7 separate regions of the Mus musculus genome follow, and all the other regions are linked to region 3. A link is a contact called in public ChIA-PET, Hi-C, HiChIP or PLAC-seq, Micro-C and promoter capture Hi-C data. All regions are on one chromosome and are shown on one strand. The core of a region is the stretch at or near the end of the contact, and the rest is flanking DNA. Distances in the headings are between cores, read along the strand shown. Region 1 holds the start of Smg6 (Smg-6 homolog, nonsense mediated mRNA decay factor (C. elegans)). Region 2 holds the start of Hic1 (hypermethylated in cancer 1). Region 3 holds the start of Ywhae (tyrosine 3-monooxygenase/tryptophan 5-monooxygenase activation protein, epsilon polypeptide). Region 4 overlaps Abr (active BCR-related gene). Region 5 overlaps Abr (active BCR-related gene). Region 6 overlaps Abr (active BCR-related gene). Region 7 holds the start of Timm22 (translocase of inner mitochondrial membrane 22).

Region 1 (2,700 bases), core at 188-2,687, 810 kb after region 3:
ACAGTTCATAAGTGACAGGAACTAGTGAGAATATTATCCAGTACTCAAGTTATATAAAATCCTAGTACAGAATTATAATGTATATACAAATGCAAACAAGCTGGTAGCCAAGTATTTATACACCTGCATCTATACCCACTTTTGTTTGGGGGATGGGGTGGGGGCGAAACTAAAATTTTAGGTTTCTGACTTGAAAGTTGGGTATGGTGGCATATGCATATAATTCCAGCACTCTGAAGGCTTCAGTCAGGAAAAGTATCCAAACTCAAGGCCAGGTTGGGTTACACAGTAAATTCAAGGCCAGTATTGGCTACAAGGTGAGACTTTGTCTCAAAAGAAAAACAAACACAAAATAAAAGATACTGCTGCCTTGGCAAAAGTTTAGCTTCTCCACCAAATGTGAACCAAGATAAAGCCGTTTAACCTCAGCACCCTGAGTAAACTTTTAAACTTAGTTTTGGGGCGGAGCCAGGAGAGGTGGTGACTACTATTTTCCAGAGGAGAGAGAGAAAACAGCCTGGTTAATCCAATTCAGTTGGCCAATAAAAACCAACCTCACAAATTCTAGCCACAATCCTAGAGAAGGTATCTTCTGTAACTGTCATCCTAAGCAACACTGGCTAATGAAGGAGACCAGACACCAAAATATTTCTCGCGCTTTTCTGATGCGAATGGAGACTGGCAAATTAAGCATTCTCTCTGATCACAACTGCTCCCACACACGCCAAGACCAAAACAAAACCGAGTCAGCTCTCTGAGGTCCTGGATCCCTCCAGTGGCCTAGCACTAGAAACCAGCCTTGGGGGGTGGGGGGGGGGGGTAAGTTCAGCAAAGGAAGTCCTAGCCTGTTAAGCCTTTCTCCTCAATTTCCCCAGCTCCTCCTCTCCGACGCGGAACGGAGGACTACGGAAAGGTACACATACACAGACTATTCTTTTGGGAACAATACGTCTCGGGGCCTCTACCGGACCCTAGCACCCAAGCCAGTTCGTGTCTCCTCCGGACTGGAACTCAGGCGCTGGCGTGAGAGGGTTAGGGCACCGGAGAACAACCACGGCGCCGCGCCGAGCAAGAGGGCGGAGGCTGAAACTCGCGCTTGGGCTCTGCCCCGAGGGCCCGAGGGAGCGGAGCGACAGCCTCGCTGTCTCCCAGGGGCCGCCGCAGGCCCGGGCGCACTGTTGGGGAAGGGGCGGGGGTTCGGAGCGCCGCGGACGGGGCGGGGAGGAGGCAGAGGAGAGGGAGGCGGGGCGGGCAGGCCCGGCCCAGCAGCTGGGCGGCGCAACTCACCTCTGCTCCCGGCCTGCGGAGCCAGAGTGGCCAGGATCCCTCGCAGTTCCGATGCGGAGATCCGCACACGCTCCAACCCCTCCGCCATCTTCGCGGCGGCTGCTACAGCTGCGGCGACTCGGCCACCGCCGCGCGCAGCCAGGAAACCACGACGGACGGGCGGCGCGCGCTCACCCACTCCCACCCTTTTCCCCGCCCCCCTCCTGCCTGCCCTCCCCAAACGACGGTGGCCGCACTGGGAGCAAAAGCATTCAGCACGTTCAACTAGGGCCTTGCCGGAGCGGGCGAATCGGCCGCGGAGACGGCGTGTGCGCGTGCGCAGAGGTGTAAAGCTAGGACGGTCCGCCGAGGCTCGGAGGTGGAGGCGCAGCGCTCTGGAGGCGAGGTGAGGCGCAGCCAGGTGTGACTCGCCCATGTCAGGTGGGCATTCGGGTCTAGGGATGCCAGTATTGCTGCGGTGACCACCGAGGACACTGCTTTTGATCTGGGGCTCGGATTGACGGAGACATCCTACAACCCGGCCTCCTCCGATCATTTTAGGCCGAAGTCTCCTTACCGTAGGCCTGGATTGTGGAGTTTAAATATCTTTTATTATTATCCCCATTACTGGTAAACGGAATCTCAGAGAGTGGAAGAAGTAAATTGCTCCGTGTATCGTTTGATTGTACCAGAGTACTAAAGTCTATGACAGTTCATCCCTAAGACTTGCTGGAGGTCGTTGTGTGGAGGTAAAAAAAGAAGGAAATTATTCGATCTGGGAATTACTGTTAGCATTGAGAATTTTTTAAAATTACTTTTTTAGTACTCAAGTCAATTCTCCCATCTTTACATCTTTAAATTTTTACTGATGCTGGTAAAAATAGCTCATTCTTATATTCACGGTACTTCAAAGGCTGTGGTGGGAGCATTGCAAGTTCAAGCCTGGGCAACATAGCACATTTGAGGCTAATCAAGGCAACATATTAGAAGACCTTGTCCCCCAAAAAGGAAGCAAAAAGTTAATTAGACTAGAAGATGGGTACTTTAAGCTCATTGACCATTAACTCCTATTAGAAACGGTGGGGTGGAGAAACTTCCTATCCAAAGACTGCCTTTCTCCAGTCTTTCCTTCTTCCCTGTCTCACACAGTCATTGACCCTTTAGACCTCAAAAAGTAATAACCAGTTATGCCTTGATCATAGTATAAAATATTTGATAGTACTCATACAGTTCCTGTTATGTGACAGATATTTCACCATCAAAAGAGAAAAATGCCGGGCGCACGCCTTTAATCCCGCACTGGGGGAGGAGGGGCCGGCAGAGGCAGGCGGATTTCTGAGTTCGAGGCCATCCTGGTCTACAAAGTGAGTTCCAGGACAGCCAGGGCTATACAGAAAAACCCTGTCTCGAAAAACCAAAAAAGAGAGAGAGAGA
Region 2 (2,884 bases), core at 368-2,867, 560 kb after region 3:
CAGGAGGAAAGGTACCGGTCAGATGGTGGAAACCGCAGAGAAGATCAGGGAGTCTAAGGAGAGTGGTCTGGACTTTAGAAATGAGCAGAAGATCTTCTGTAAGAGTTTGGAAAATCCCTGTACGGAGTATCCACAAAAGGAAGGGCTAGCCTGACAAGTACTGGAGAGCCAACTTGGCAGTGCCCCAGGGGGCACGAGGGGGCCACCTCAGTGGGGTGGAATAGGCATAGGCAGAGCCTGTAAGAGAGAAAATGAGACTAAGGGGGCTCAATAGCTTGGCAGAGGGTGTGTGTAGCTGGGACTCCTTTCTAAAGGAGTCAGAATAGACTAAAGGCAAATACGATATGGAACAGGTCCTCCAAAACAGCCCGATTCTGTCTCCGGGCTCTAAATGGGGTCGTCATGCGTTCACGGAGAGGAGGAAGCTGCACCAGGATGACCAGAGGAGCTCAGGAAGAAGGGGAAAGCAAAGTTAAGAGGAGGGGCATGGTGGTGCGCATCCTTGTACGTGGGAAGTAGACGCCTTTGTGAGTTCGAGGCTAGCCGTAGACTTGAAACTGTGGTGGTGGTGGTGGTGGGGCGTGGAGGAGAGGAGAGGAGAGAAGGGGAGGGGAGGGGAGGGGAGTACACAGTGAAACTTGGGCAAGGTTTATGTGGTTGGCCCCATAGCGATACAACAAGGGCTTGAGTCGGTGGAGAGGGATAGAACAAGAAGGAACTGAAGACCCAGCCGACCTCCTTATGGGTCAACCAGCGGATAAACTCCATTGTGTAAAACACATACAGAGCTTTCTCTCCAGACTCGCACGATCTAACCCCATTAAAAGGAGAAAACATTTAAAACAGAGACATCAGAGACACCCTTGCTTGTGGGAGAACTCAGAGTTGTCAAAACTCATCCCTAAGAGCACTTCTGGGGAGCCTTCTTATCCTCAAACGCTCCGTTACACTTCCGCTTCAGCCCCAAGGCGTATCCCTCGACAGAGATACCAAGGTACCTCTTCACTTCTCCTAGAGCTCAGAAATTGTGGAGTCCACCGTGGGACTGCAGTGTTTGTCTTGTATGGACACTGTACGGAGATACGAAGTAGTAAGTGGATTAGATGGAGGCGGAGCACACTGTCGCGGAAACCTGGTGAGCCTTGAAGACTCTTTGGACCAGAAGCCTAGGCCAGGCATAGAAGTCTCCTGCCAAAGAAACGCAGCCTCTAGGAGGCGCCCAAGACCTTGGTGTCTCACTGGTACAGCTAGAGGCCCGGCCGGCTGCCCCGGGCGAGTGACTCAGCCACTACCTCAAGCGGGGGAGTGGGGGCTCGAAGACAGCGTGGGGTGCGGCGAGCGTAGCCCCCACCCGCCCTGCGCCCCGCGCGGTTGCTAAGCTCTCCAAGGCCTCTGAGAGATGAGATCCCGGGAACCTCATTGGTTACCATAGTAACTCTGAGCCCCAGCCTCTCCGGCTTGGCCACGGAGGATGGCGCAGCCAATAAGAAGCTGTGGGCGGTTTGGGGGGACCCCCCCTATAGCGTGGGCGGGGGTCAGGAGGTGCGGGGAAGAGGCGGAGCGTGGGCCACGGAGGCGCGGTGCTTGCAACGGTGCTTATGCCTCCGCCCCGCTATGCAGGGACATTTCCGGTGAGCACCCAAGAGCTGGTGCACGCTCCCCTCCCTCCTAAAAGAGGAGTCACCAACATGAATGAGCTCTCCCTTGTGTGGCGTGTAGGATCTTTTTTTGAGGGGGTCTCAAGCCGCCCGTTCTCGTGATATCTCTCGAATGGTGTATTGGGGGGGGGCAAACTAAGATCCCTCAAAACTGCTTAGATGGGGGATTGGGGACTTGAGGGGCACGTCGCAAGGGGGCTCTGTCCAGCTATTTCCAATGGAGGGCTCTAGGGTCCTTCTGGAGACCCGCAAGTTCGGGGAGGGCTCTTTGGTAGGACCTCTACCCCGTTTCACGTAGTAGCCTCCGCAGTAGCCCAAGAAGTTGGGACTCCGGGAGGGGGTGGGCGGTCTGTGTAAACATGGCGCGCCCTTGTCACTGCTTGGACAGAGTTTGAGTGTGGACGGTTTATGATGTGCATACTGATAACATGTGTCTGAGGGAGAGTTGGAATGTGTCTCTCTCCACTGAGTCCAAGTGAATAATGGTGTTCAGAAATGTCTAATAAAAGCCGCCCCGCTCCTGCTCCGAACGTATGTACCTTCATCTCACTTAGGATTTCTAAGCTCGCCCTCTCACAGAATACTGTTCGTAGTGTTCCACCCCAACCCCTTTTCTAAGATAGGGTCTCAGGTAGTAGAGGCTGACCTTGAACTCCTGGTCCTCTTGCTTCCAACTCCTGGGTGCTATGCTAGGATGATTACAAGAATGCGCCACCATCCCTGGCTTAAGAGTTCCTCATTTGAAGACAGAACCTTCCCCTCCCCCCCCCCGAATTGGCGCGATATAACATATAAATATGTACTCGGGAGCACTCAGCACAAAACCCCCAGGTTTATGGGACTCCCAGGTCCGATATCTGAGTCTCCAGGTGGGCACATCTGGAAGCGCGCGAACCTGCAAGATCTGCTCAGCTCCGCATCTGCAAGCCTCTTGGCCCAGGTGTGCGCCAGAGGTCGCAGCCCAGCCGCACACAGTCCCCGCGTGGCCGCGAGGTGGCGCCATGGCCGCGGCAGCGTCTGCCGGTTCGGGCCGCTCCAGATAAGAGTGTGCGGAAAGCGCGGAGGGGCTGAGACGCGACCAGGACGCGGGGAGGACGGACCGGCAAGACAGACCGACCGGGGGCCCGGCGGGCGGAGGGCAGCGCACTGCAGCCACGTCCCCCCCTGGATCCGCCGGCAGCCGGGCCCGGGGCTTCCGACATGCCCCCCAGGTGGGTCCTCGAGTT
Region 3 (2,830 bases), core at 212-2,711:
TGTGGTGTAGCACAGTATTTGAGCACTTGTCTTGCTTGCATGCAATCCTGGGTTTGAGCCCCAATCATGTAACAATGAAATCATAAAACAGAAAAACTACAATCTTCTACATTCCTAATTCAAACTCCCCAAGCCTCAACTGAGTGCTCAAAATAGGTAAAGCTCCCCAAGCCAAGGAAGAGCATGCATTCCACCCGAACTTGGGTTGTCAACCCAAAGTGCTACTAAACATTATTTGAATTAACCATTTCTCAGCAGGTCTTTCCATACTTCATAATGACGAGTGTGAATAGTACAGTCGTCAATTTTACAAACGGGTAAACTGAGGCACTGACTCTGCAAAGGGAAATTCGTACTAAGGAATCCTGGCAAGCCTGGTCTCCTGTATTCTAGCCATCAGAACTCCGTGCCTATGAAGGATGGGGACAGAAGGGGGAAAAAAAAAACCCGCAGCAACTTTAGGATATCCTGGGTAAGAACAAACGGGGTAGGAGTGAGGTTCTGCACCTCCCCGGAAGAAGGCGAGGCTAAAAAGCCCCCCAAACTCTCAACTCCAAGGTGTGTCGGCCCAAAGGAAGAAATCCAATCGCAGCATCTCAGCTCGCCTCCACCCAAGGAGGGAGGCTCTGCAGTGATTTCCAAACACTCCACCCTCACCAGAAGACTCCTCTCCACCGCCGGCCCCGAGAAGCCGTCCGTTCCAGAGGCTTCTCCTTTGTGAGGCTCCACGGCCGCCGCCCCACACTGGGCCTCAGGGGAAAAGCCACCGCCCCCACCCGCCATATTTCCCCGAAAGGCGCCTAGCGCTACAGCTCCTCGATGCCGCCCTCTCCCGAGCGACCGGTACCGTTCCTCACATCGCCCCACCCAAGTGTCCTCCTCCACACCCCGCCGCGGTTCCCGAGGGCTCCCGTGGGGATCGCACGCCGGGAGCCGGCACCCGCCATCTCCTCCCCCCTCCCCCGCCCGGGGACTCGCCCTCCCCCTCCAGCCGCCATTTTACAACCAACTCCTCCACCCTCCGCCCCGGCCTGCTGGCGGGCGAGCGCCTGCAAGCTAAGGACACCGGAGGGGTCAAATCCCTAGGCCCGGGGACTCCCACCGCGCCGGGAGCCCGCAGGCCTCGGCCTGCTTCCCGACCCACGTCCCAAGCCGGGCTCCGAGACGGCTCCGCCATTTTGTCTCCGGTTCCCGGCCTCTGTGGGCGGCGGCGGAGGGTCCGAGACTTCCAGCCCCCCGACACCCCCCCGACTCACCGTCGTATCGCTCGGCCTGCTCTGCCAGCTTCGCCTGGTACACCAGATCCTCCCGATCATCCATTGCGGCAGCGGCTCCGGCAGGGTCTGCGCGACGGATGGAAGCGGATAGCGTCTCCGACTCTCTCAGCTTCTCGCTCCGCGTCCGAGCAGGAAAAATGGCGGCGCCTCAATCCGGGACTTCCGCCTGCGCACGCGGACAACTGCTCAGCTCTATGGCAACCGCTCCCTGGCAACTGGCGCGGGGGGGGGGGGGGGCGGATCCCGGAGTTCGGCGCCAGAAAAGGCTGGAACCAGCGCGACAGACGCCCCTCCTCCGTCGGCACAGCGGGCGGCCCTGTGGCGAGGCGGGAACTGCGACTGCGACGGAGAACGGCCCCTGGAGCGGCTGGAGGCGAGGTCGGCCTAGACTGCGGGAGGGGAGTTAGCCAGAAGCCCGTGCGGGGCGACCGCGGGCTGGCCTGTGGGGGACAGAGCGACAGGCTTGATGGGTTCTTGCTACGGCAGGCCTTCCTCGTTGAAGATCAACCGGCCCTGTGCATTCTAGCACATTTTTCTCATCCAATTTAAAGAATTGACAAGGACAAGAAGGGAAAGCTCGAGTTTTCACGCATCATCATCTCCCTTGCTTCCATACTTTAAGCATTTTCTTCTCCCCTCCAGCCATATTTTATCTCTTTGGCCTATCGTAGATAGGACTTTTGTTTAAAATCTCTGGTTTTGCTTCAAGCATAGGTGAGTGTGTTTAATTCCAACACTAGTGAGGTAGAGGCGCAAGGATCGAGTTTGGATCAAGTCCCATCTACAAAGCAAATTCCAGGTCAGCCAGGGCTACATTGTGAAACCCCCATCTCAAAAAAAAAAAAAAGGAAAGAAAGAAAAAAGAAAAAGTGGTCAATCTCAGCTAGTTAAGGGAAACCCTCACTCGAGGGAAAAAGGAGACATAGTGGCTTGCCTCACTTGGAGTGCAAGGTGCACCTGAGGTGTGTAAGGGCAAATTGACATTGATGAGTTAGAAATAAATAATCCTCCATGGGGATTGCTTCACTTGCAATGGCCACGCCTAGTCTGCTTCCTTATGGATTTTCAACATCTTATACTCAATATCAGCTTGCTGCTGAGCCATGCAGAAAAAGGGCCTCAAAATGAGTGTGAAATCAAAAGGTTGGGATCAAGGCCTGAGGTCACACGCCCAGAGGTTTGCATCTTAGTCTGTGAACGGACAGGAATTGTTTTGTCCAAACGCTGGAGACTGACCCCCACAGCTTCCACCGTGTGTTTTGCCACTGAGTTATAGTCCTATCTGGGCAAGCTGTTTTGATGATTCTGAGTGGAAGGTGACATCGTCATAATTGTACTTAAGAAAAGTATTCCGTACTTACTGAAGCGGTGGTTCACGCCTGTAATTCCAGCACTGTGGAAGCAGAGACAAGGATTGCCACAAGTTCCAGGCCATCCTGGACTAAAAATACCCTACCTCGAAACACAAACACAAAAAGAAAGGAGCTGGTGGTGAGAGTTTTGGTTTCTTCAAAAACCCAGCTATGGTCTGTGAATGTGTTTGCGTTTTAATC
Region 4 (2,713 bases), core at 45-2,544, 720 kb before region 3:
CAGTGAGTGCACGTGTTTCAGTGTTTCCTGGTGCCCAGAAGATGGAAATGAGGGAAAGGGTCTGTGTGCACTTGTATCTCTGAGGCATTGTGCCAGTTTTGAAAAATGCTGCTATCTACTTATCTTCTCGAGAAAGCTTGAGGGATAATGTTTAGCATGGAGCCATTCACACTGCTGCTTGGCGCCTTGTGTGGCTCACCCTTAAGACACAGTGTGTGCAGATTCTGTGACCATGAACTTAAGGGAGATAATGACAAGGCTGGGTGGCAGGCATGGATGCTCTGGGTCTCTTAACTTTTGACCCCAACATGCATACCAAATTCATCCTGGGCAGGGAGTGTCACTCTTTTTCTGTTTTTTAAAGATTTTTTAAAAATTTTTATTTATATGAGTACACTGTAGCTGTCCTCAGACACACTCCAGAAGATTGCATCAGAACCCATTACAGATGGTTGTGAGACACCAAGTGGCTGCTGGGAATCGAACTCAGGACCCCAGGAAGAGCAGTCAGTGTTCTCAACTGCTGAGCCATCTCTCCAGCCCCATGTGTCACTCTTTTTTAATACTAGTTTTTATTTCATGTTTATGGGGATTTTGCCAGCATGCATGTGTATTCACTGCTTGTGTGACTGGTGCCGGCGGAACCAGAGAAGGTGTTGTACCCCCTGGTATTAGAGTTAAGGATGGAGGGTGCTAGAAACAAATCCTGGGTCCTCTAAGGGTTGTAACCACTGCGTTCTTTTTTAAGATAGTGTTGATTGTTCTCTGGTGTTTTACTTGGTGCCACTGGGAGGTGTGTGGGTATCCCCATCCCCCACCTGTCTTGGGTTCAGTATCTAAATAGAGGGGTGGTACCCTCCAGTCGAGGCCCAGCCATCTGCCTCATGTTCTTAAGCACAGCTTTCCTGATGCTGAGGGACCTGTACCCTGTTCATTGGTGCTGTCACCAGGGAGACAGTGCTGCTAGGCAACCACGTGCCAGCCCTTCATTGTTTCGGAAATAAGAATGACAGAAAGCTCTCTGAATCCAATCCCTGTCACATGTCCTCTTAAGTAGCAAAACCCTCACCTCTATGGCCTTGGTCAAGGCCCAAGCAATAAGCAGGGAACAAGTTCCAGGCTGGCCTGGCCAGCCTTGGCAGACAAGCAGCCAAGCGATGTAAGAAGCTGCCACGCTGCCTGGGCCATCGATGGCTGTAAAATGTAAGAGTGACCAGGGCAGCCAGCTCTGTGAGCACTACGGCCCCCTGCCTCTCTCCACTCAGATCCCAGGGCCAGGAGTCTCCCCCTGGATGGCAGGCAGCCCGGCTCCCTCTGCCCTCACGGTGCTGCTCAGGCCCAGAGGAAATACCATAAATCATCAGCTCTTGGAGACAGGAGCAGATGGAGGTCTCGGGGGAGGGGAGGCTGCCAGGTTGTATTTGGCAAAGCCGAAAGCACATTCTGCTAAGGAAAATGTTTCTGGTTTTAGCTTCGAAGAATGTTAAATGCCTGAGAGTTGATATTAAAAGAAACACAAACGTCCCAGCTGCCAGCCGACCGACCAGGCCAGTGAGTGGGCAGCTCAGAGCCCAGGGCCTCAGGAGGCCTTTGAAGTTCTCTAGCACTCAGCCTCCTGAGCACAACCCGGGCTATGAGCCATGGATTCACCTCACCATCTCCTGGGCACTGGGGAGGGGGTGACGTGGCTCTTAAAGCCCTGCACTGTAGCTACCTCAGAGCCACTGAGACAGCCAGGCTGGATGGATAGTCTGCACTGGACAGTCCCACATGGCCAGGCCCCACGGAGCTGTAGGACAGCCTGTTTCCATAGCTGCCACATGTTTAAGGTGTCTAGAGTTCTACCTAATTCTGCAACCCAGGTTGCTGCTTCCCTTCAGCGGGTCCTGAGAGCTTGGTGGGAGAGGAGGTAGGACCTAAGGGATGCTCAATGGGGTGGGGGTGGGGGGATGCCTCTACTCAGCCCAGCCTGGGATCAGTGAGGGGACCCGGAGTCTGAGCTCTAGGCGTTTGCTTCTGTGATGGGTTGCTCTCTTGTAGCCATGATGTAGGAGCGCATCTGAAAGTGGAGGCAGGGCTGTGTGTTATAATCAGTGCAGACAAATGGTAGCACTGGTCACTGCCATGTGTGTCCAGTATTTGTGCTCTGAGAAGCTCAGACCCAAGTGCTGTCTGATGTGATCCTGATACAGCTCTGCATGGAAGGTGACCCCTTTGTCCTGCTTCACAGATGGGACACTGAGCCCAAAGTGCCTCTGCTGACAGTATGCAGGGAATGCTATGCTGTCTCCTTGGTCCTCTGTATATCTTAGGCCTTCATCAAGAAGTCTTGCAGCCCAGGTTTGAAAGGCCTTGACGTGGCTAAAGGCCTGGTGATGGAGCTGGAGTCTTGCTGTCTGGCATAACAAGAGCCTCAGATTGCCATTGGTTGGAGTAGTGTCACCTCCGGATGCAAAACACTTTAGCATAGTGTGCCTAGAAAGAGGTAGAATGCATGGAAAAGAGCCAGGCAGGTTATAAATTTGGGGAGGGGGAAATTTACAGTGCCTCTGCAGTGAATGCACATAAGTGTAGGGTACCCTATCAGATTGAAGGGCTAGTATTGTACTACAGGCTACCAGACAGCAGCACAAGATGCTAGCACAATACTGATTAAGAAGCCCTCAGCTATGGCCGCAGGGGGTCTCCACAGCATCCTGTGAGCAGGAAGGGT
Region 5 (2,748 bases), core at 181-2,680, 750 kb before region 3:
TTAGCTTCTTATTTGAAGATGGTATAGTTGTCTCCCTTCTGTGGAGAATCTATTTCAAGACCCATAATGGATGCCTGCAATGCCTTGGATAGTACTGAATCCTAGATATACTGTGTTTATTATTATTAAGAATACAAACTTATAGACAAATTAGGTACAATAAGATATTAACAATAATGAACATGCGCGATGGTGGCCATATACCATAATGAAAGTCGTGTAGCAAAGTCATGTAACATGGCCTCTGGCCTCTGCCTTGAAGAGTGCAGACACACTGTTTTCAGAGCATGGATAACCATAGGTAGCTGATGGTAGCAAGAGAGTTGGTACCTTCCCGCTTTGGGTTGATCCTTTGGGACCCAGTACTGTACAGGCTACTAAAGATAAAAGGCAGACAGGCCTGGGGTGTGCTGTAACCAAAACTGCATCACTGGCAGAATGCAGATCTGAAAGGGACCAGATGCCTGACTGAGAGCCCCACTTCACACCTTGCCTTCATGAAGTGAGACGATCGTGCCATACCTCATTTTTTCCATCTATAGGCTGGGTTCACAAGTAGTACTCTCTGTGTGGGACTGTTGCAAAGATAGTGAATTGTATTCAGCTCTTGGGAAGGGCCTCAGTGTTACCTGGCATTTTTACTGTTTCCTCCTGAGCTGAGCAGAGACAGATTTAGGCTCCTGTGTTCCTTTTGGTTTTGTTTTGAGAGTTTGGTTTTGTTTTGGGTCTTGCTATGTAGATCAGCCTGAGCCCAGACTTGGAACTGTCTTCTTGCTTTTGCTTCTTGTGTTCTTGGTGACAGTGGGTTTGAAAATCAGTGTCTTGCCAAGTATAGTGGTTTATGCCTATAATCTCAGCAGCAAGCTTCAGGCTTTTGTGTTCTTGTCAGTACCCCTCCCCCAGATACCCCAAAGAAGGAGGAGGAGGTACCCCTGAGCTGCGACACGCCTCTCACATTCCATTTTCCTTCATCAGATGTTCTCCTCTGGACAGAGATAGATTTAGGAACCAGGGCAGAGCTTCCCTGATGTGCCTTCCTAAAGAGCTTCTACCCCACAGGCACAACTGTGTGATCGCATCCACACACTCACACACACACCCTACCACTCCCAACTTGTTCACTCTGGCCTCTCAGAAGGAAGAGAGGCTGGTAGGAAGGTTTGTTGCTGGAAGGCCTAGGGAGGGGGTGGGGCTGGACCCTCCCCAGCCTCCGGCTCAGAGGATAAAGCTCAAAGATAAGGACTCAATCCCTCCCTCCGCTTATCAGGAGCCCTCCTGAGGCCCAGCTCTGCTTTTCCTGGGTGGTCCAGCTTAGAGGTGAAACTGTTTCTCTGGCTTTCTCCCCCACTGTCTCCTAACAACAGATCCCTTATCCCCCAGGGAGTGACTTAAAAATGGAAATTGACTTCTCAGTGCAAAGTGTCTCTTTTCTCCTCAGTACTTCCTGGTATGCAAAGGACTAGGCCTATGTACTTAAGACTGTACACACTGGCAGAAACATTGCACAGACAGGAAAGCCACATAGGGGCCTCTGTTCCCCGGCCAGCACCCAGGGGCCAGGTTTAGTAACTTTCTGGAAGGAATAGTGAGCTTCTGTAACTCCTGGGGTCTGAGAGCTCAGCTTTAGGGGCTGGGGCTCTAAAAGAAAGAGAACTAAATGGGCTGTAGCTCTGCACAGGCACCGAGTGAGTAAGTGTGGATTGTTGCCTACAGCCCATCCCACCTTGGGGTCATAGTTTGCCACAGCTAGCCCAATTGCCACCTTCTCTTAGCCTTTCACTGTGGCTGTTTCTGTCGGAGTTCATAGTCCTAGGGCACCTCAGCTTGCTTGTTTATGTGATAGGTTAACTACACCTCCTCTGTGAGCGCCAAGAAGTAACCAGGGCTGCGATAGTAAATGTGCCTGACAGGGCCAAGCCTTCAGGGGTAGGAGGTAGAGGAAGTGGGCAGATTTCTTTCCCCTGTTTCGAAAGGCTACTTTGCTAGAGGACACGGCAGACATGACTGTGTGAGGGCAGAACTGGCTAACTCCCACCTTTAAGTGAAGCTCCCAGGGTGGGAGTTGAGACCACCCAGGGGTTCTCTGTAAGAATTCTTTTGACAGCTTCTCTCTAATCCTTGCCATAAGCTGGACCAGGGAGGAGGACGGAGGTAGCTGATGTGCTAGCTCCCTGGTCCTAATATCAATGTTGGCTCAAGCTCAGTGAGAGGAGCCTGGCCTTTGAGCCTGTATGTGAGTCTTCAGATAAAAAGTAACTTACTAAGGACCAGCCAGACCATCCCCCTTCACCATGGATAATGGAGATGAGAGCAAAAAAGTCAGTCCTTCATCTGGTGAGAAAGTTTCAGGCAGGCTGGCCCATGTGACTGGCCCTGGTGAGAGCGCTTTTCTTCCCCTTTCACAGACAGTGGGAAGTTCAGGAGGAAGCAGGGCTGTTGGGCCTGTCTCGGCGGAGGTTGACCAGTGTGTGCTTCCCCAGCAGTCGCTTCTGAGAAGTCTCGGCCTTCCCAGAGCTGTTCTCCTCTTTCCTTTATGCCCTCCACCTGGGGATTGTGCCAAGGCACAGGATGAGTGGCTTTGGGGCTCCAAGGCAATTTGTACCTGTCCATTGGATTAGATGGAGATGTTATGTCACATCTGAAGGGAAGTCCCCTGTATCCTTTCACCTGGGCATGGGAGCACGCTGTGCCTTCCTCCTAGTTCCTCCTGCTGCCTTGCCTGTGTGACCCCGCAGCTCTCCTCCTGCT
Region 6 (2,712 bases), core at 184-2,683, 700 kb before region 3:
CCACGCCCCGCTTGGTAATTTAAAGGATGAACTTTCGTGGGTTTGACCACAAAAGATCTGGGGACAGTGAAGTCCAGACAAAGGAGCCTACGTGGCAGAAGCTCTAGGAGAGGTGTGTTCAAGAGCAGAAGGCCATGCAGAGTGGAGGGGACAAAGTGGAAGGCATAAGGACTGGTCAGCATCAAGAAGGAAGCCATTAGAGCCTTTCGGCACAATTTCATAGTGTTGATGTGTCTTGAGCATGACCTGGGTACCGGGCATCAGTCTGTGAGGCAAGTGCTAGTGCCATTTTATATACGAGGGAATGGAAGCTTAGAGAGTGACCCAGATGATGTTACATGGTGCTTAGCAAAGGAGCTGGTTCTTAAATCCAGACAGCTTGGACCCTATATATAGGCTCTCACTCTACCAGCTGCCTCACTTACATGGCCTCTGAGGAGAAGCCCAGCACTTGCTCAGGCCCTGAGGCTGTTTCTCAGAAATCCATTTGTCAGGGTTGTGTGGTCAGTGGATAACCTAGATAGGAACTCATGGAAGCTCCAGGTTCCTACCCAGCTGCCTCGTGGATAGGGTATGCCACCTGGCCCAGGACACTGTGTCTCAAAGGGCATAGGGATGCTGTTGATAATGTGTGTGGACATGAGACTCAGAGCAGATGCAAGGCTTGGGGGGTGAGTCTGCTCAGAGCTATACAGTAAATTGCCAGTATCCCCATATTCACTAGCAGTGGGATCTCTACCTAGATCTTCCTGGCCAGTGTGGGAGGTAAAGTCAGTTTCAGAAAAGGATTTTATGTTCTTTTTTTTTTTTTTTTTTCAAGACAGGGTTTCTCTGTATAGCCCTTGCTGTCCTGGAACTCACTCTGTGGACCAGGCTGGCCTGGAACTCTGAAATCCGCCTGCCTCTGCCTCCCGAGTGCTGGGATTAAGAGGCGTGTGCCACCATGCCCGGCTCAGATTTTATAATTCTTATCAAACTGTTGCAAGTCAAGGCCTTTGAGCCTGTGGTGGTCTTCTAGACCCTTCACATTCCAGTAGCAGCCAGGATGGAAGGATCCTGGAATGCCTACTGCCTCAGGCAGCTGAGGTCTGCCTCTGCTGCTCTGGCCTTGGCCATCTCCAGACTGGGCTGTTGCCCCTGCCCTTGCTACCGCCCTGCTGACCCCAGCATGGCCCTGGGCAAAGGCAGGGTAAAATACTTGCTTTTCACTTGCAGCTCGGCCCTACAGTAAAATCCCCAGGCTGGGGAAGGCCTTGGCAGAGCCGCAGGGTTGGGGAGAGATGAAGGCCAGAAGCAGTCCAGTTTTGAGTTTTGTCTGTCTCTCCTTAAAGTTCAGCCATGCCCAGCCAGAGCCCATGAGTGTGGTCTACTCAGTATAGGCCGAGGCCCTGGATGGAGCGCTGGAAAAGGCAGGTTGCTGTGGAGCTAAGAAGCTAACCTGGCTTCAATAAAAGCCTCATCCAGAGCTGCTAAACCCCTTCCATATGTGGACCTTGGGAACTTGAGAGTTCTTGAGAGGGGGAGGGGAAGGGAGCAGAGGCAAAGGGGCCTCACCCGGGTGTCTTAGAGTAGGGAGTCAGCCTAGCCCATCTGTGGCTGGTTTGGGAGGAGAGGGGTAAACTGCAGCCACAGAGTACCTTCAGGGCAGCCTGGCTGGCCCTGCTTGCTGTACCTGTTCCAGGGGCAGAGGGCTAGAAAGTCAGAGCTGGCTGGGCTTTTACAGTAAGGCTGCCAGGCCACTGGAAAGATGAGGTGACAATTTCCTGATCCTGACCCTGGTCTTTTCTGACCCAGTTGCTGAGCTGGAACGCAGGATGGAGGCCTGTTCCTCTGCCCTTCCCTGAGCTCAGCAGCCACGTTGACAGAATCTTAAGTGCCCTGTTGCAGGAAGGCGAGGCAGTCTCTTGGCAGATCCCTTTTCAGACTGCCTGCCCTGCTGTGCCTCTCAGGCCTGTGGCGTGTCCCAGTGACAGGCTGGCTTCGTTTCCCAGAGGATACAACCCTAAGCCTGTGACTACTTGGGAAGACAAGCTAAAGCAACCCAAGATCACCACCGTGGCCCTTGGTATCCGAGTCCTAGGAATCCTACCCACAGCACACATGGTACCTAACTGGGTAGAGGATCTCCAGGAGCATCCAGACTCCAGGCTACCTTTCGTTTGGAACCTATCAGCAGTGTGTTTTACTGAGGCCCTTGAGTCATGTGACGCCCCTGTGTGGCCTCTTAGCACAGCAGCTTTAGCACGCTGGATTTAAAGAACATTTATTAAAGAACATTTCACTTTTATAAATCTCTAAAACAAGCTGTAGACTTTGAAGAGAGACAGGCTAAGGAGAGTCTGTACCTTTCCAGAAGAGGGCAGTGGCGGGTCTCAGTCTCAGCAGGCCAAAGGCAGAGTAGACTAGGAATGGTAGGCTGGTAGGAGCAGCTGCAGAGGGCAGGAAGTCAGGGGCTTGTACAGGAGGCTGAGCTCCTCCCAGCCTCTGCCCTGCAGTGCTGTGGCAGCGGTAGAGGGGGTATCCTAAGAAAGGGGGTTTCACTTTCAAAGGTGGGGGCCTGGAGCCCTGCTGAGCATTGTCATTGGTGGTGTGTGTCACCCACTGAGCCACTGGGTGTATCCCAGGGCACTGTGTGCTGAAGAATGCTCTTACCTCTGTCTCTCTCTCCACTGAGACCAGGGGGTGGCTGGTTTTGACTTTGTCCCCAGCTGC
Region 7 (2,700 bases), core at 189-2,688, 670 kb before region 3:
TTTTTGAAACTTTGTTTTGTTTGGTTGTTTGGGGTTTTTTTGGCTTGCTTGTTTATTTTGATTTTTTGAGTTAGTGTCTCTATTATGGAGCCCGGGCTGTCCTGGAATTCACTATATAAACTAGGCTGACCTGGAACTCTGAGATCTGACTGCCTCTTCCTCCCTGCTTTGTTTGTTTGTTTGTTTGTTTTTCCAGACAGGGTTTCTCTGTGTAGCCCTGGCTGTCCTAGAACTCACTCTGTAGACCAGGCTGGCCTTGAACTCAGAAATCCACCTGCCTCTGCCTCCCAAGTGCTGGGATTAAAGGCGTGTGCCACCACTGCCCGGCTAATGTTTTTCATTTGTAATGAAATTTGAATTCATCTACAAATATACCTAACCTTTTCACCTGCACGTTTTAAATATGCTGTACATTCTCAAATCCTCAAAACGTGAATGTGTGTGTGTGTGTGTGTGTGTGTGTGTGTGTGTGTGTTGGGGGTTGTTAATGTCTATCCCAGCCCCACCCCGTCTGTTTTAAATATGCTGTACATTCTCAAATCCTCAAAATGTGAATGTGTGTGTGTGTGTGTGTGTGTGTTGGGGGTTGTTAATGTCTATCCCAGCCCCACCCCGTCTGTCTAATCATACTGGTCTTCATTGTTTTTTGTTTTATTTTGAGACAGGGTGTCTCTATGTAGCTCTGTCTGTCTGCCTGTCTGTCTCAGCCCCTCCCCCCACCCCACCCCCACCCCCGTGGCCTGGGCCGCCACCACCCAGCAATAATTTCCAAGCTCCAAACTTCTGCCTTAAGGACAATTTTGCAACTCCCTATGTGTCTACAGCATTCTCTCTGGGTCCTAATATTAGACCTTCAGGGCTCCTGTCCGCTCATGACAGTTACATAGTAACAACATGTTGAATGAATGAATGAAATGACAAACAAACGAACGACAGAAAGCAACTACTTAGGATCCTGCATACCCTGACTGTTAACCCCAGGGTCAAGAGAGACATCTCCGGGTTCAAGGAGCAAGTCCGGGTGCAATCAAGGTCGACACCTACAGGTTCCTTGCCTCCTAAACGCGTTGTCTTGATAAGGAATCCTAAGGCTCTTCAAGCCCTCAGCATCCCAAGGGCCCCTCGAGCCTCGTCTCACCTCCTACACAGGCCAGCACAGCCTTGAAGGCGCAACTTTCCATTGCCCTCTCGATCATCTTCTGCTCCTCGCTCTTGGCAGGACTCGGGATCCCGCCCAGGCTGCCAGGCTCCAGAAGCCGGGGCTGACGCTTGTCGCCCACCAGGTACTGAAGAAGAAGGCTGTACTGCAACGGAGCTTCGGCAGAACCCGCTGCCTCAGGAGCTGAACCCCCGGCCTTGGGGGCGGTAGCCGCCATGACCGTAGGGGCTCTAGTACCTTTCACTTCGTATTTCCCACAGCCGATTCCACACGCTTACCTAGGCGTCCAGCCAGAGTGACGACAACGGCAGATTCGCCACACTGAAGAAGGTGTAGAAGCAAAGTCTGCCTATGCATCAGCGTCGAGGGAGCTATCGTGCTTCCTCAACGCCTCTTTAAACAGCTGCCAAGTTTGTAAGACATTGCTAAAAGCAATCAGACAAGACTCAATATCTCAAGAACACCCCTCAACTAGGGGCCCCATTGCGGTGCGTGCCGGGATTTGTAGTTCTAACTCGAACATCTGACTACACTTCCCAGAAAGCCGTGCGTGCTCACTGGACATGCTACTTCCTTTGAAAACTCTTGAGAAGCCGCTGAAGAGCGGTCGGGCTCCTGTTAGGCTGCAGTTCGTTGAGCTTGCAGCAGGGGACGCGCGTGTCTGCTTTGTTTCTAAGCCATGCAGCAGTGATGCAGCTACCTGATTCACTAGAACCACAGGCTGGTTGGTATTCTGAGATCGAATGTACGCGCTTTGTAAGTAAGTGTTGAAACATGGCATACATATGTTCTAAATGTATTTTATTACATAGTTATTAAGCCTTTAAGGAATAAAGAAGGAGGCCAACAAATGAACTGAGTGGTGGTCTAGCAAGCCTTAAATCAGTTAAATCAGTTAGGCAGAGGCAGGCAGATCTTTGAGTTTGAAGCCAGCCTGGTCTATAGAGTGAGTTCCAGGGCAGCCATGGCTACGCAGAGAAACTATGCTTAAGAAAAGAGAGAGAGAGAGAGAGAGAGAGAGAGAGAGAGAGAGAGAGCGAGCAAGCTGAGTATAGAGTATTATATACATACTAGTTGCATACAACTATGGTTAACAATGGAAAAACGTCACAGCCCTATGGCTGGTAGAAGGTATGTGCCAACAGATACTGCTTAGCTGACCGGTTTGTTGTACACAGTGGGTACTGGACAAGTGACTTTATTTTTAGATTTTATTTATTTTAAATTAATTCAAACGAGTCTTTACCTGAATGTATGTCTGTGGACCGAGTACACGTAGTACCTGGGAGGCCAGCAAATGGCATTAGATCTCCTGGGACTGGAGTTAACAGATGGCTGTGAGCCATCATATAGGTGCTGAGAATTGAACCCAGGAACTCTGGAAAACAGCCAGCCCTCTCAACTCCTGATCCATTTCTCCAGATCCTGGACAGATGACTTTGCAATTAAGGGGCTTTGATTAATGTCCTCCAACAGCAGAGAGTAACTAGGAGCTACAGGTGAAGTTAGAACTTCTTTCACACACACACACACACACACAC

The links. Promoter capture Hi-C pulls out the DNA fragments that hold promoters and counts their contacts. A called contact is a pair of places that touch in the nucleus more often than the background predicts. ChIA-PET counts read pairs in DNA pulled down with a chosen protein or histone mark. HiChIP or PLAC-seq counts read pairs in DNA pulled down with a chosen protein or histone mark.
Region 1: a contact with region 3 is called in a Micro-C map of embryonic stem cells, with 9 times the contacts expected there. The contact joins the promoter of Smg6 here to the promoter of Ywhae in region 3. A contact is called at or near these places in 3 of 39 promoter capture datasets (liver and pre-B cells) and 1 of 484 Hi-C or Micro-C datasets (embryonic stem cells).
Region 2: a Hi-C map of regulatory T cells shows a contact between it and region 3, with 6 times the contacts expected there. The contact joins the promoter of Hic1 here to the promoter of Ywhae in region 3. A contact is called at or near these places in 4 of 39 promoter capture datasets (hippocampal neurons, liver and pre-B cells), 3 of 484 Hi-C or Micro-C datasets (embryonic stem cells, hematopoietic stem and progenitor cells and regulatory T cells) and 2 of 115 datasets of contacts at active chromatin or transcription factors (memory CD8 T cells and pancreatic cancer cells).
Region 4: an H3K4me3 HiChIP or PLAC-seq map of embryonic forebrain shows a contact between it and region 3, with 2.4 times the contacts expected there. The contact joins the enhancer-like site here to the promoter of Ywhae in region 3. A contact is called at or near these places in 5 of 39 promoter capture datasets (the 3T3-L1 cell line, the C10 cell line, embryonic stem cells and 2 more), 4 of 115 datasets of contacts at active chromatin or transcription factors (embryonic forebrain, memory CD8 T cells, pancreatic cancer cells and 1 more) and 2 of 9 other capture datasets (liver and pancreatic islet).
Region 5: a contact with region 3 is called in a promoter capture Hi-C map of embryonic stem cells, with 3 times the contacts expected there. The contact joins the enhancer-like site here to the promoter of Ywhae in region 3. A contact is called at or near these places in 4 of 39 promoter capture datasets (the C10 cell line, HPC-7-derived erythroid cells, embryonic stem cells and 1 more), 1 of 484 Hi-C or Micro-C datasets (CD8 T cells), 6 of 115 datasets of contacts at active chromatin or transcription factors (effector CD8 T cells, embryonic forebrain, large pre-B cells and 3 more) and 2 of 9 other capture datasets (adipose tissue and liver).
Region 6: an H3K27ac HiChIP or PLAC-seq map of epiblast stem cells shows a contact between it and region 3, with 3 times the contacts expected there. The contact joins the enhancer-like site here to the promoter of Ywhae in region 3. A contact is called at or near these places in 10 of 39 promoter capture datasets (the 3T3-L1 cell line, the C10 cell line, HPC-7-derived erythroid cells and 7 more) and 2 of 115 datasets of contacts at active chromatin or transcription factors (embryonic forebrain and epiblast stem cells).
Region 7: an RNA polymerase II ChIA-PET map of memory CD8 T cells shows a contact between it and region 3, with 47 read pairs. The contact joins the promoter of Timm22 here to the promoter of Ywhae in region 3. A contact is called at or near these places in 15 of 39 promoter capture datasets (the 3T3-L1 cell line, 3T3-L1-derived adipocytes, the C10 cell line and 10 more), 1 of 15 datasets of contacts at CTCF or cohesin (pro-B cells), 4 of 484 Hi-C or Micro-C datasets (B cells, the G1E-ER4 cell line, cortical neurons and 1 more), 19 of 115 datasets of contacts at active chromatin or transcription factors (the 230-238 cell line, the NIH/3T3 cell line, the SCID.adh cell line and 16 more) and 3 of 9 other capture datasets (adipose tissue, embryonic stem cells and liver).

Annotation. Positions count from the first base shown.
Region 1 is chr11:74,924,591-74,927,290 of GRCm38.p6, reverse strand. Smg6 (Smg-6 homolog, nonsense mediated mRNA decay factor (C. elegans)) reads right to left here and starts at 1,437. Exons shown (of 19, transcript NM_001002764.2): 1 at 1,288-1,437. The coding sequence starts at 1,375. It overlaps Srr (serine racemase), which reads left to right and starts at 1,343. Exons shown (of 9, transcript NM_013761.5): 1 at 1,343-1,672.
Region 2 is chr11:75,168,988-75,171,871 of GRCm38.p6, reverse strand. It overlaps Hic1 (hypermethylated in cancer 1), which reads left to right and starts at 1,617. Exons shown (of 2, transcript NM_010430.2): 1 at 1,617-2,869. The coding sequence starts at 2,353.
Region 3 is chr11:75,731,518-75,734,347 of GRCm38.p6, reverse strand. Ywhae (tyrosine 3-monooxygenase/tryptophan 5-monooxygenase activation protein, epsilon polypeptide) reads right to left here and starts at 1,461. Exons shown (of 6, transcript NM_009536.4): 1 at 1,257-1,461. The coding sequence starts at 1,320.
Region 4 is chr11:76,448,637-76,451,349 of GRCm38.p6, reverse strand. All of the region lies in intron 16 of Abr (active BCR-related gene), which reads left to right. Among named protein-coding and RNA genes, the nearest start is that of Timm22, 43 kb to the right of the region's middle. Within about 2 kb of position 1,294, at least 91 of the 459 cell types and tissues checked have an H3K27ac peak or open chromatin away from gene starts, as enhancers often do. A contact at or near this core is called in embryonic forebrain, pancreatic islet and stem cell-derived neural progenitor cells, where this site is marked.
Region 5 is chr11:76,482,038-76,484,785 of GRCm38.p6, reverse strand. All of the region lies in intron 3 of Abr (active BCR-related gene), which reads left to right. Among named protein-coding and RNA genes, the nearest start is that of Timm22, 76 kb to the right of the region's middle. Within about 2 kb of position 1,430, at least 152 of the 459 cell types and tissues checked have an H3K27ac peak or open chromatin away from gene starts, as enhancers often do. A contact at or near this core is called in CD8 T cells, adipose tissue, embryonic stem cells and 2 more, where this site is marked.
Region 6 is chr11:76,428,927-76,431,638 of GRCm38.p6, reverse strand. The region is part of intron 16 of Abr (active BCR-related gene); the gene reads left to right. Among named protein-coding and RNA genes, the nearest start is that of Timm22, 23 kb to the right of the region's middle. Within about 2 kb of position 1,433, at least 56 of the 459 cell types and tissues checked have an H3K27ac peak or open chromatin away from gene starts, as enhancers often do. A contact at or near this core is called in epiblast stem cells, where this site is marked.
Region 7 is chr11:76,405,881-76,408,580 of GRCm38.p6, reverse strand. It overlaps Timm22 (translocase of inner mitochondrial membrane 22), which reads right to left and starts at 1,438. Exons shown (of 4, transcript NM_019818.5): 1 at 1,139-1,438. The coding sequence starts at 1,376.